3 separate regions of the Mus musculus genome follow, and all the other regions are linked to region 2. Evidence: chromatin contacts called from public promoter capture Hi-C data. All regions are on one chromosome and are shown on one strand. Each heading gives the region's core, a stretch centred on a gene start, on an enhancer-like site or on the middle of the called end of the contact. The rest is flanking DNA. Distances are from core to core; before and after follow the strand shown. Region 1 holds the start of Rdx (radixin). Region 2 holds the start of Sik2 (salt inducible kinase 2). Region 3 holds the start of Zw10 (zw10 kinetochore protein).

Region 1 (3,090 bases), core at 527-3,026, 1.0 Mb after region 2:
GGGTAGTGGAAGAGCATTTAGGTGCTCAGCAAGGAAATTCAGTTCTCAGCACCAGGAGGCACACATACCAACACCACAGCATTGAAGGCTTTGGGATATTTTGATTGAATATTCAATACTTCATTTAAAAGTGCTAATATCTGATGTGAAGATCAAAATAAAGCAACGGTATGTGTGTTTCCTCTTTGATTTTGTATCTAATAGGTATTACTGTGATGGAGTTTTTAGTCTATTCCAGAGTATTTTCTTCAGATGTGTTCTGAGCTGTGGACCCTCTGAACGACTGACTCTCCCACCAAACTGCTTTTTAAATATTTGTCTCTGTTTCCATTTTCCCATCCACAATGTTTGAGAGTACCCTTTTTATCTTAGCAGCTTGAATACTATCTTTTACTTAAATATTTACGAATATGATGGCAACTGAAATGCTACAACTTGGGTTGCATCTGCTACTGCAGGACATAGGATAAGATCAGAGCTCTTAGATTCAGACTTTTGAGTCAAACATGCCTTTGGGGTTGGCCATGGCTCTGCCATTTCCTAGCCAGGTTATACTGACAACTAACTTTTTTGAAGCTCCCCTTTATTCATTAGCTTCTTTTAATGCCAATAATAGCTTTTACCTTGAGCCCAGGGTTGTTGTAATCATTAAACAAGGCAGTCATGTGAAAGCACTTCACTGTTCTGAACATAAGACCACGAATGAATGCTTCGTTTTCAGTTGCAAAGTGTACCACCGACTTCCGACTTTAGTTTGATTAGTGTACTACTTGGGACTCCCATGACATTTTTACTGTCCCTATCTTTGTTGCACCCGTGGGGAGAGGGTCCACAAGTATTCAGTTGGTGGTCTCAGAGAACCACCTAAACCTGTTTTGGCTACAAAGCACACAGCTGGTTCCCATCCTTGAGGAATTTGCAATCTAAAGACTTCTGAGATTAACCTGGAGTCTCTGGGGGCTTTTTAATTGTTTAGTGAGGTCTCTTGAGGGTGAAGGTGGTAGCTCACTGAGGAGGAAGCTCAGAGAAAGGATCTGCAGAGTCCCTGGAAGAGCTACTGTCTCAGGAAAGGCAAGTCTAAGGCTTCCCTAAAGATGGCGTATTTGTCCTGTAAGAATTACGTACATTCGCGTTATATTTGTATTGACAGTTCGTTTACGAAAGAGGTATTGAGTAAACGGAACGCGGTAGGCAGGTAAGGATTGAACCATTGCTGTGTGTACAAGTGGCACCAAGTGTTACTCTAAATCCCAGCAGAAAGTACTGAGGGCAGGCAGCACCGAGGTAACCCCACCAGAACGCAGCCTCGGTCTCTCTCTCTAGCGAGTGGATACAGTGAGACTATGGTCAGACTGGTAACTTTTTCCAAGTCTAGAATAATTTAGGTTTGGCTGCTCTTTGGGCCCTACTTCCAACTTTTTTTTTCCTTTCTCAGCCTACTCCTTCTAACCGCCAAGGAAGGAGTATCCCTGCTAACAACAAGAACAAAAAACCTGATCGCATTATAGGGTCATACCCACTGGCGTTTTGAGGGAAGTTAAAAACACTGCAAAATTTAAAACCAACCAGCCTTTCTAGCTGGTTAAAAACCTGCACACATTAATGTTCTTTTTGTTGTAAACACTGGGCCCACTTCCCTCTCCTAGCCCGGGATCCTGCAGCCTAGCACCGAACTGCACCCTGGAGCGGCTGCCGAGGGGATCCCCCCTCCTCCCGGGAACAGCTCCACCTCGGGGGCGCTGGAAACGCCCTCCGTGAGTTCCCTGGCACCAGCGGGAGTTTCAAGTTTCCACTCGCGGGGCGGGGGCAGGCGGCGGGCGCGCGGCGAGCTTCGGGCCGCGCGGCTCCGCTTCGTTCACTGCGGGCTTCGGACTCGGGCTGGCCCGCGGCGTCCTCGTCCCGCGGGGAAAGCTTCGCGAAGGCCCCGCAGCGCGTATTCTCCCCCCAACCCCCGGCTGAGGCCCACTCGATTCCGCCCGGGGCGGCCGGGAGACACGCTCGCGGGGTTGGCGCTCGAGCCCCGGCCTCGCCCCGCCACTGGCGGCCCGCGGGAGGAGGGGGCGCAGGGCGGCCCCGCCTTCCCCCCCGAGGAGGCGCCGGGCGGCCATATTGCCGAGCTGTCTGCGGCGGCTGCGGCGCGTCTTCTCTCAGGCGGCTCAGGGCTCGCACCGCCGACTCTCCGCTCGTTCGCCGCCAGCCACGACGCCCCCGCCGAGCCGCGCCTCAGCCAGCCGGCGGCGGGCAGGGAAGGAGCCACTCATTTTCGGGGTAAGCCCTGCTCGGCGCGCTCCCCCGTCCCAGGCCCCGGGGGCCGCTCTCCCCGCCGAGGCGCTGAGGTGGCGGCCAGAAGTTGCCGGGCTGTGGCGCCGCGGCCCGGGGCCTGGCGCGCCTCACAGACGGACTCGCGCCTGGCCGCCCTAGAGGCGCCGTGGTCGTTAACGGCTGAGCCACGCCACTTACCCGGAGTCTCCCGCCGCGCCGTCCGCCGTCGGCCTGGCCGCCCCGTGCGTCGGGCGGTGCGGGTTCCCGCCGCCGTGGACTGGGCCCGGGGCTCGGGTCGGCGCGCCCTCGGGGGCCGCATGGAGCGTAGGTCGCACGCTCTCTCGCAACCCGGGGACGGGGACCGCGAGGCTAGAACTTCTCCCCCGGCCTCCCGTTTGAAAGTCGGGGTGTTGGATTACTAGAGAGCGTGCGGACGCGCGAGCCGCGGAAAGGCCGTCGCGTTGCCGGGTCCCGCCGCGCAAGCCCGCGAGGCCAGGCCCGGGCTCCCGGCCGCCCTTACCTGGGGCTGCAGTCACGGCCCGCGCCCTCCGGGCCCCCCGGCTTGCCCGCACCGCGGAGTCGCCTGGCGCACAGTGAGCAGACCCCACCAGGAAACTCAGCTTTTCTGCCTTTCGGGGCTCCCAAACTCCCATCGCCCAGCCAAGTTTGAAAGGGAGTAGTGCGTTATTTCAGTTGAATAGTCCGTTCCTACACAGATGTTTCTGTAAACGTTGCCAGGATTCTGGGTGGTTTTGTTTTTTTTTCCTCCCTCCCCAGAAGAGTGGTTATTCATTGGAAATGTGTTTTAAGAGGTCAAGTTTATAATTT
Region 2 (3,500 bases), core at 502-3,001:
TTGGCAGTCATTGAAAAGGACTCATAAATACACCCATTTAAGATACTTCCTTTTAATTTAACGTCGAGGTAAAGGTATGACATTTGGCCATAACTCTTTATAAAAACGAAACACTTTAATCATTACAAAAATGCTGGGGTCAAATTCAGCTATGCAAAAGTTTGGTAATGTCAATATACTTATCATTATAGCAATCTAGATTCATAACACTGGTAAATTTGTGAAAGGAAAAATTTTGACCTTGGTACTGATGCCCTAAAGAAGAAAGATTTAAGTGGTGTGTCAGGGATTTGTGAGGCAAAACAAAAAGTGAAGACATGTTAGACATGTCCTCCTTCTTTATGGAAATGGACATGAAGCAAAACTTTTAAGTACAACTGCTAAGAAAACAGTAAGGCTTTTAAATGCCCTTTACCTTACATAAGCGTAAGTCATCCTGGGCAGGGGGTGGGGGTGGAGGTCCTATAGTCAAAGATTAGAACGTTCTTAAGAACATAGTAGGAAAAAAACCCGAAAAGGATGAAAACTGGGGAGAGAAACTGAAAATCGGTGAAACTCAAGTGGCAATCACAAGGCAGAATAGAGTACGTCAAAACCACTAGGTTGTAGACTAAGAAATGGTTTTGTTTCGATCGTTTTTTTTCCAAGGTATTTAATTTGCACGTCTTAAAATAGAGACCCCGAGGAGAGCAGCTTGAGGCAATGGAAGGAAGAGGGTGGGCTAGGTAAGAACGCAGACTTGGGGAGAAAATATGTACAGTGCACGGAGGGAGGATGCTGGAGAGTCAATGTCAGGACGCTGTCGAGAGCTGAGTACAGTCCATCTGATGTGGCTTAAGGAATGCGTGCTCGCAGCCAGCATGCACACCTGGTAAAGGGACAACCCCAGAGAACGGTGCAGAGCTGAGATGACCATTTTTAACCAGCTCTATTGTCTGGTGTATTTGCTATACCTCCTGCAAGTGATCAAGCCAGCCAAAGAACCGTTTCAGAGACCCTGCGGGCCCAGAGAAGATGGACAGCGGCCCGTCCGCACCAGTCCGGTCCGCGTCACCCCCTCCTCGCCGGGCAGAAGAGGAGGGCTTGGTCCGGGCCGCGCTCCGCGTCCGCCGAGCCTGGGAGCTGCTGGTCCCCTTTCTCCGGCCGGCGACGTTGGTCCCCGCGCGGCCCCGGAGCACAGAGACTTCCCCTCCCACCCCACCCCCAGCCGAAAGCCGGGAAGACGCGGAACTTGTGCTCAGGAGCCGAGGCCACAGACCAGGTTCCCGGGTGGGAGAGTCGGGACGGAAGCCTGTGTGGCTTCCCGGGGACACCCCACACACACTCGACCTGCACCCCGCGGTCCCCGCAGTGCCAGGCCCGCCGTCCCCCGCCCGGGGCGCAACCGCGCCACGCTCCCGCCGAACCCCGGGGCCGCACCTCCGTCTTGGTGATCCGGTGCCGCCCCAGCTTCACCACGGCAAAGTTGCCCTTGCCCAGCGTGCCCTCGATGTCGTAGAACCCCACCCGGACTGGCCCGCGCTGCAAGTGCCTCGGGCCATCCGCCATGACCATGCTTGGCCCCCGCTGCAGGACACGGCGACGGGAACGCGAACGAACTGGCCGGCAAGAAGCGGCACGGAGCGGGCAGGAGGGCGTCGGGCGGCGCGCCTGGGCTCTGGGCGACGGCCGCGGCTCTCGCTCCGGCGCTGCTTCCCTCCCGCCCCACAGGGCCCAGCCAGGCGCGCGCCGGCGCTGACGTGAGCCGACGTCAGGGGGCCGGGGCAGGGGGCGGGGGCGGGCCTCCACCGGTCACCATGGCTACCGCAGCCGCGCCGACGTCGGGGGCGGGAGGGAGGGGCGGTGCGCGGGTCGGGCGGGCACGAGGCTTCCGGCCGCGGCGAGGCCTGAGAAGGCTGAGGAGGGCGTCGCGGCCGGGGGCGGGGTCGCCGTCCGCCCCGCCCCGCTCCTCCTGCCTTCCAGCAGAAGCGCAAGAGCGAGCCCTGGTGGGCCGTGCGGAGGATGCACTGGGCCAGTCTCCTGGAGGGTCGCCTGGCGGGCGCTCTCCGCCGGGGCAGCCCTTCCCGCCAAAACCTCTTCTTCAGCGGACTGCAGCGCTAAATTTGGAGCCCGAGGAGCACCGTGGCTGAGCAATGCATTGCTCACAGCCTCTTTTCTTTGTGTTCATTTTAGCTCCCTTGTCAGTACTAAATAAGTCTCTCCACTTTTTGACGTCTAAATTCCTACTCACAGCAGTCGGTCACTTGCAGAAAAAAAAAAAAAATGTCAGCGCTAAAGAGACCCCAGAGATGATTAAGCCCGGAATTTGGAATTGCTAATGGGCTTCGGAGTCTGGAACCTCTGAAATGTAGGTTGAGCATGTTAGTTGAGCATGTCTCTGTGGAGAGGTGACCCGGTATTATCCTAAAACGCTTTGGGAACTTGTAAACGGTTAAAAAGTATCTAATCCGATTTGTTTCCAGATGACGCAGCAGGCTGCCAGAATGAAGGGAGTTGCCAACGTCACACAGGTAATGCTAGAGTTCTAATTATAACCCATCACACCAGTCTTCCATATGGTGACCTAAGTAAACACAACATTTTAATATCTTGAAATATATTATGTGTGTCCAGACCTTGGTTCCTGGGTACCCATTGTCCATTAAAAGAAACGCAACTCGTTTGGGAGTAATGACAGCGGGGGCAAGTATAAGATGCTCTTGAAAGATCTAATATGAGTAAACCAGGGGATTCCTTGTATACAACAGGAAGAATATGTCAGAAGCCAGCTTGAAGGGGCCCACCAGTGCCAAATCTGAGCCAATCTAAGTATCAAAAACCAACAATTTTGGAAATACACTATAACACACATTACTTTTTATTTTGTGTAAGAAGTCAGAGGACAGGATGTGGGAGTTGGTTCTCACCTTCCACTCTGTGAGTCCTAGGGGTGGTTGCTGTAGGTAACTTTAGCCAATGAGCCATCTCTTAGGCCCTAGTGTTTTATTGTTTTGGGACTGTTGTTTTTTTTTTTGTTTTTGAAACATCATCTCACTATGTAGCCCTAGATAGCCTGTAACTTGCCATGTAGACTAGGCAGTCTCTTGAGTGCTGAGATTAAAGGCAGGTGTCACCATTCCCAGCCTACATTAAAATCTTAGAAGGAGCTCATACTTCATTTTGTCACTTTACTTTTTTTTTTAGACAGGTTCTCAGAAATATTGTATATGTGATAAGCCCCCTTAAATGTCTATGCCCTCCCCATCTCATTCAGGAAACTCAAACTCAGAACGGTACCCATGCTAGGCAAGTATTGTATCACTGAGCTATGTTCCCAGTCAGGATAAATGAGAAGAGGATGCATGTAAAAATTATGAAATCACCATTTTGTGGCTGTTATAGTAATAACTGGCTCAGACAAGAATTAACAATAGTTGTTAAAGTCATTGGGTAAAGTTTGGTTGGGGAATAGGGTATTTAAACAGTCTCAAAATATCTTTGGAATAAAAAAATCATTGGGA
Region 3 (3,240 bases), core at 324-2,823, 2.0 Mb before region 2:
GAACCCTCAGAGGTCGAATGAAGACATTGGATTCCCTCGAATTGAAATTACAGGTGTTTTTGAGCTGCCTCACATAGGACTGGAACCCGGGTCCTCCACAAGGCTAGTTCTCTTAACTACTAAGTGATCTCTCAGTTGAAGAATGTTAAAGGTCAAGCTCTCAGTGCAAGAATTTTCCCTGCCATCAACGATAAAAAAGGACAAAGGGTAAATTAGCAAGAGAAAAGATGACATTTGTATAATAAACATCTTGTTTATTGGTTTTATTGCCTGCTCCAGGAAGGATGCTGGAGACAGATAACATCTGTTCTAAATCCCTACTGATTGAATTACCTGTATCTGCACCCTTGTCTCTGTTAATTTTATACTTTATGGTATTGCTGCACTAATGGCATTCCATTTGGCTATGTAAAACACTTGCTTGCTCTGCTGGTCAAGTAACAAAAAGTGTATAAAGGGGACAAGGATGCTCTTACAGCACGCATCCCTCTCCTACAAAGAGTGTCACGTTGGTAATAATGCCCAGTGGCTGTCTTTCAGGTCAGCCTGTTTTGCAAAGTGAACGAGTGATCTCATCTTCGCGGAACACTCTTTTGACCTTCAACAATGAAATAGTTCTAAAAAGCTATGGCTAGCTGGACATAGTGGAATAAGTGTATAATTCCTGTATACAGGAGGCTGAGGCAGGAAGATAGCTATGAATTTGATGCCTTCCAGGGCTACAGAAACCACGTCTCAAAACAGAGCCAAAAAAATCACTGAAAACTTTAAAATTAAACAACGATAAAAAGCCTTTGGTGAAATTTATTTGTAATCTCTGATAGGAAGTGATAAGAATCTTGTTCTAGGGGATTGCCCGGTGGCTAGAAGCACTCGTTGCCCTTACTCAGGACCAGGACTCAATTCCCAGCATCCACATGGTGGCTCATGTCATCTGTAAGTCCAGTTTCAGGGACTGGACTTACTTGCCTGCTTCTGACTTCCATGGACACAGCCAAAACATTCATACGTATCTTAGAAAGAAGGTTTTATAAAAGAATGTCTGTAGCACTTACAGGACCGTTACACTAAGTATAAATTTGTACCATATCCATGTATCAATATACTTAATATGAGGCACTATTAACAAACACTATTAGAAAGGTGCAATTGTGGGGATCCTTTCACTTATGTCACTCTCTCGCACAATTCCAGAGGGCAAAATTCGGGTAGACTTAGCTGCTGAGCCCAATGAATGAATAACAAAAAAGATCGAGATGATTCTGTAAGTATCGAGCTAGATAATCTCACAGGAAAACCTGAGATTACTGAGTATAGGGAGGGCCATAAAGGATTATTACCTGAAACATTCCGCAGTTTCTAGCGAAACCAACCCAACCCTACCCAAAATACAAGAAGAAAAAAACCGGCGGGAACAGACTGGCGTTTGAAAACCTGTAGGGAGCAGATGACGCCTGCGCACTTTGGTGCCTTCTAGACGCCACTGAAACAGCGGACGCCTGACGGCGCGAGGCCTCCTGGGAACTGTAGTGTGACCCTCTCCTGTGCGCGAGCGCCGGACCCCGTAGAACTCAGTTTCCCGGCAGGCCCTGCGGTGAGGCCGCTGGCGGGACCGGAGCTGCGGCGCTGGCAGCGGGGTTGACCTATCCTGTTTGTGTGGGTACGCTTCGTGGCGATGGCCTCTTTCGTGACAGAAGTCTTGGCCCACTCGGGGAGCCTGGAGAAGGAGGATCTGGGCACCAGGATCAGCCGCCTGACCCGGCGGGTGGAGGAGATCAAGGTGAGGGCGGGCCACAGGCTGCTGCCGCTGGGGAGAGCCGGGTGCGGAGCCTCCTGAGTTGGAGGCTCAGAAGTGTTGGGGGGCTGTTTGGAGCACGGCCGCAGAGCGGTTGGAGACCAGGGCCTGGGATTGTGAGGAGGAAAGGCCGTGGCTGTTTAGTGGTGGGGAGTGGGGCCAAGTTGGGCAAAAGTGAGCCGCTGATGGAGAAGACTGAAGAAACCTGCGGAGCCGGAGGTGGGACTGGAAGCCCGGATGTCCACTTAGGACAGGACAGCCGCCCTATCTGTCATCTCTACCCACTCCTTCATTTATGGATGGATGTAATAATTCTAGGAAAGTCGCGTCGTTCTCCTCGGATTTTCTTTTAACTGGTTGAATATGTTTATAAAAGTATTACTTCACGCACGGAACTTGAGGCATGCTGAGGGCTGATGAGCTGGTACCGGCATGAATATGCAACTCACAGCCATAGTTTTACTTCGTATTAGTGCTACCTGGCAAGCCAGGTCTTCAGTGGCTTTCTTTGAAAATGACGTGTACCTCACTAAGTCTGGACTTGGTAGGCGCTACCTAACAACTTTCTTCTTCTTCTTTTTTTCTTTCTTTCTTTTCTTTTCTTTTTTTTTTCCTAGACAGGGTTTCTCCGTGTAATAGCCCTCGTTGTCCTGGATTCAAGCTTTGTAGAACTGGCTGGTGTCGAACTCACAGAAATTCGCCTGCCTCTGCCTCCCGAGTGCTGAAATGGAAGGTCTCCACCATCCCACCCGCTCCTAACAATTTTTGATGTTAGAGTTCTTAATTTTATGTATTCATGCCACTGGCATTTCTGTAGTGTGGCTTACGGTTTTTTGTTTTTTAATGATCTAGGATGAGGACATTGCACTAGTATTTGTTTCATACATAAGTTTGAATCTTCAGTCAACTGAGAACTACTTTCTGTGCCTCAAGCAGGCATAGTCCTTGCACCTCCAGCTTTTTACCACTTTAAATGTATTTCTACACACACACACACACACACACATACACACACACACACCTCTTCCATCTCAGTTGTAGCCTCCTGCATAAAACAAATGCCTGACTTTTCTCCTGAGTCTTCTCTTTTGTACTGGGATGCTTTGTAACTGCTGAAGTATTACACTTCAGCCCCGTTTTTTGGCCAGTTTGGAGAATAGTATCTTTCCTACATAAAAGGAATTAGTTTATGGGCAAGCATAATTTACATCGTGCAGCGTGTTCAAGAAGATATTAAGTTGCTTTGAATTAAGGGAGATAACAAGACTCAATCCTTTATAAAAATTTATTTTATTCATGTGTGTATGTCTGTGGGCGCATGTGTGTGGTAGTGTGGGTGTGGAGGTCAGAGGACAGCTTGTGGGAGTCAGTTCTTTGGTTTTACAGTGTGGGTCCCGGGAGTTGAACTTCGGTCATCAAGCTTGGTGGCAAGCACCTTTACCATT

What was found. Promoter capture Hi-C pulls out the DNA fragments that hold promoters and counts their contacts.
Region 1: a promoter capture Hi-C map of liver shows a contact between it and region 2, with 3 times the contacts expected there. The contact joins the promoter of Rdx here to the promoter of Sik2 in region 2. A contact is called at or near these places in 10 of 39 promoter capture datasets (the 3T3-L1 cell line, the HPC-7 cell line, cranial neural crest and 6 more) and 2 of 484 Hi-C or Micro-C datasets (both in embryonic stem cells).
Region 3: a promoter capture Hi-C map of erythroid cells shows a contact between it and region 2, with 11 times the contacts expected there. The contact joins the promoter of Zw10 here to the promoter of Sik2 in region 2. A contact is called at or near these places in 3 of 39 promoter capture datasets (erythroid cells, liver and pre-B cells) and 1 of 484 Hi-C or Micro-C datasets (CD4 T cells).

Annotation. Positions count from the first base shown.
Region 1 is chr9:52,046,165-52,049,254 of GRCm38.p6, forward strand. Rdx (radixin) reads left to right here and starts at 1,777. Exons shown (of 14, transcript NM_009041.3): 1 at 1,777-2,268. It also overlaps the pseudogene Gm6981.
Region 2 is chr9:51,007,322-51,010,821 of GRCm38.p6, forward strand. It overlaps Sik2 (salt inducible kinase 2), which reads right to left and starts at 1,752. Exons shown (of 16, transcript NM_178710.3): 1 at 1,420-1,752. The coding sequence starts at 1,554.
Region 3 is chr9:49,054,008-49,057,247 of GRCm38.p6, forward strand. It overlaps Zw10 (zw10 kinetochore protein), which reads left to right and starts at 1,574. Exons shown (of 16, transcript NM_012039.2): 1 at 1,574-1,780. The coding sequence starts at 1,676.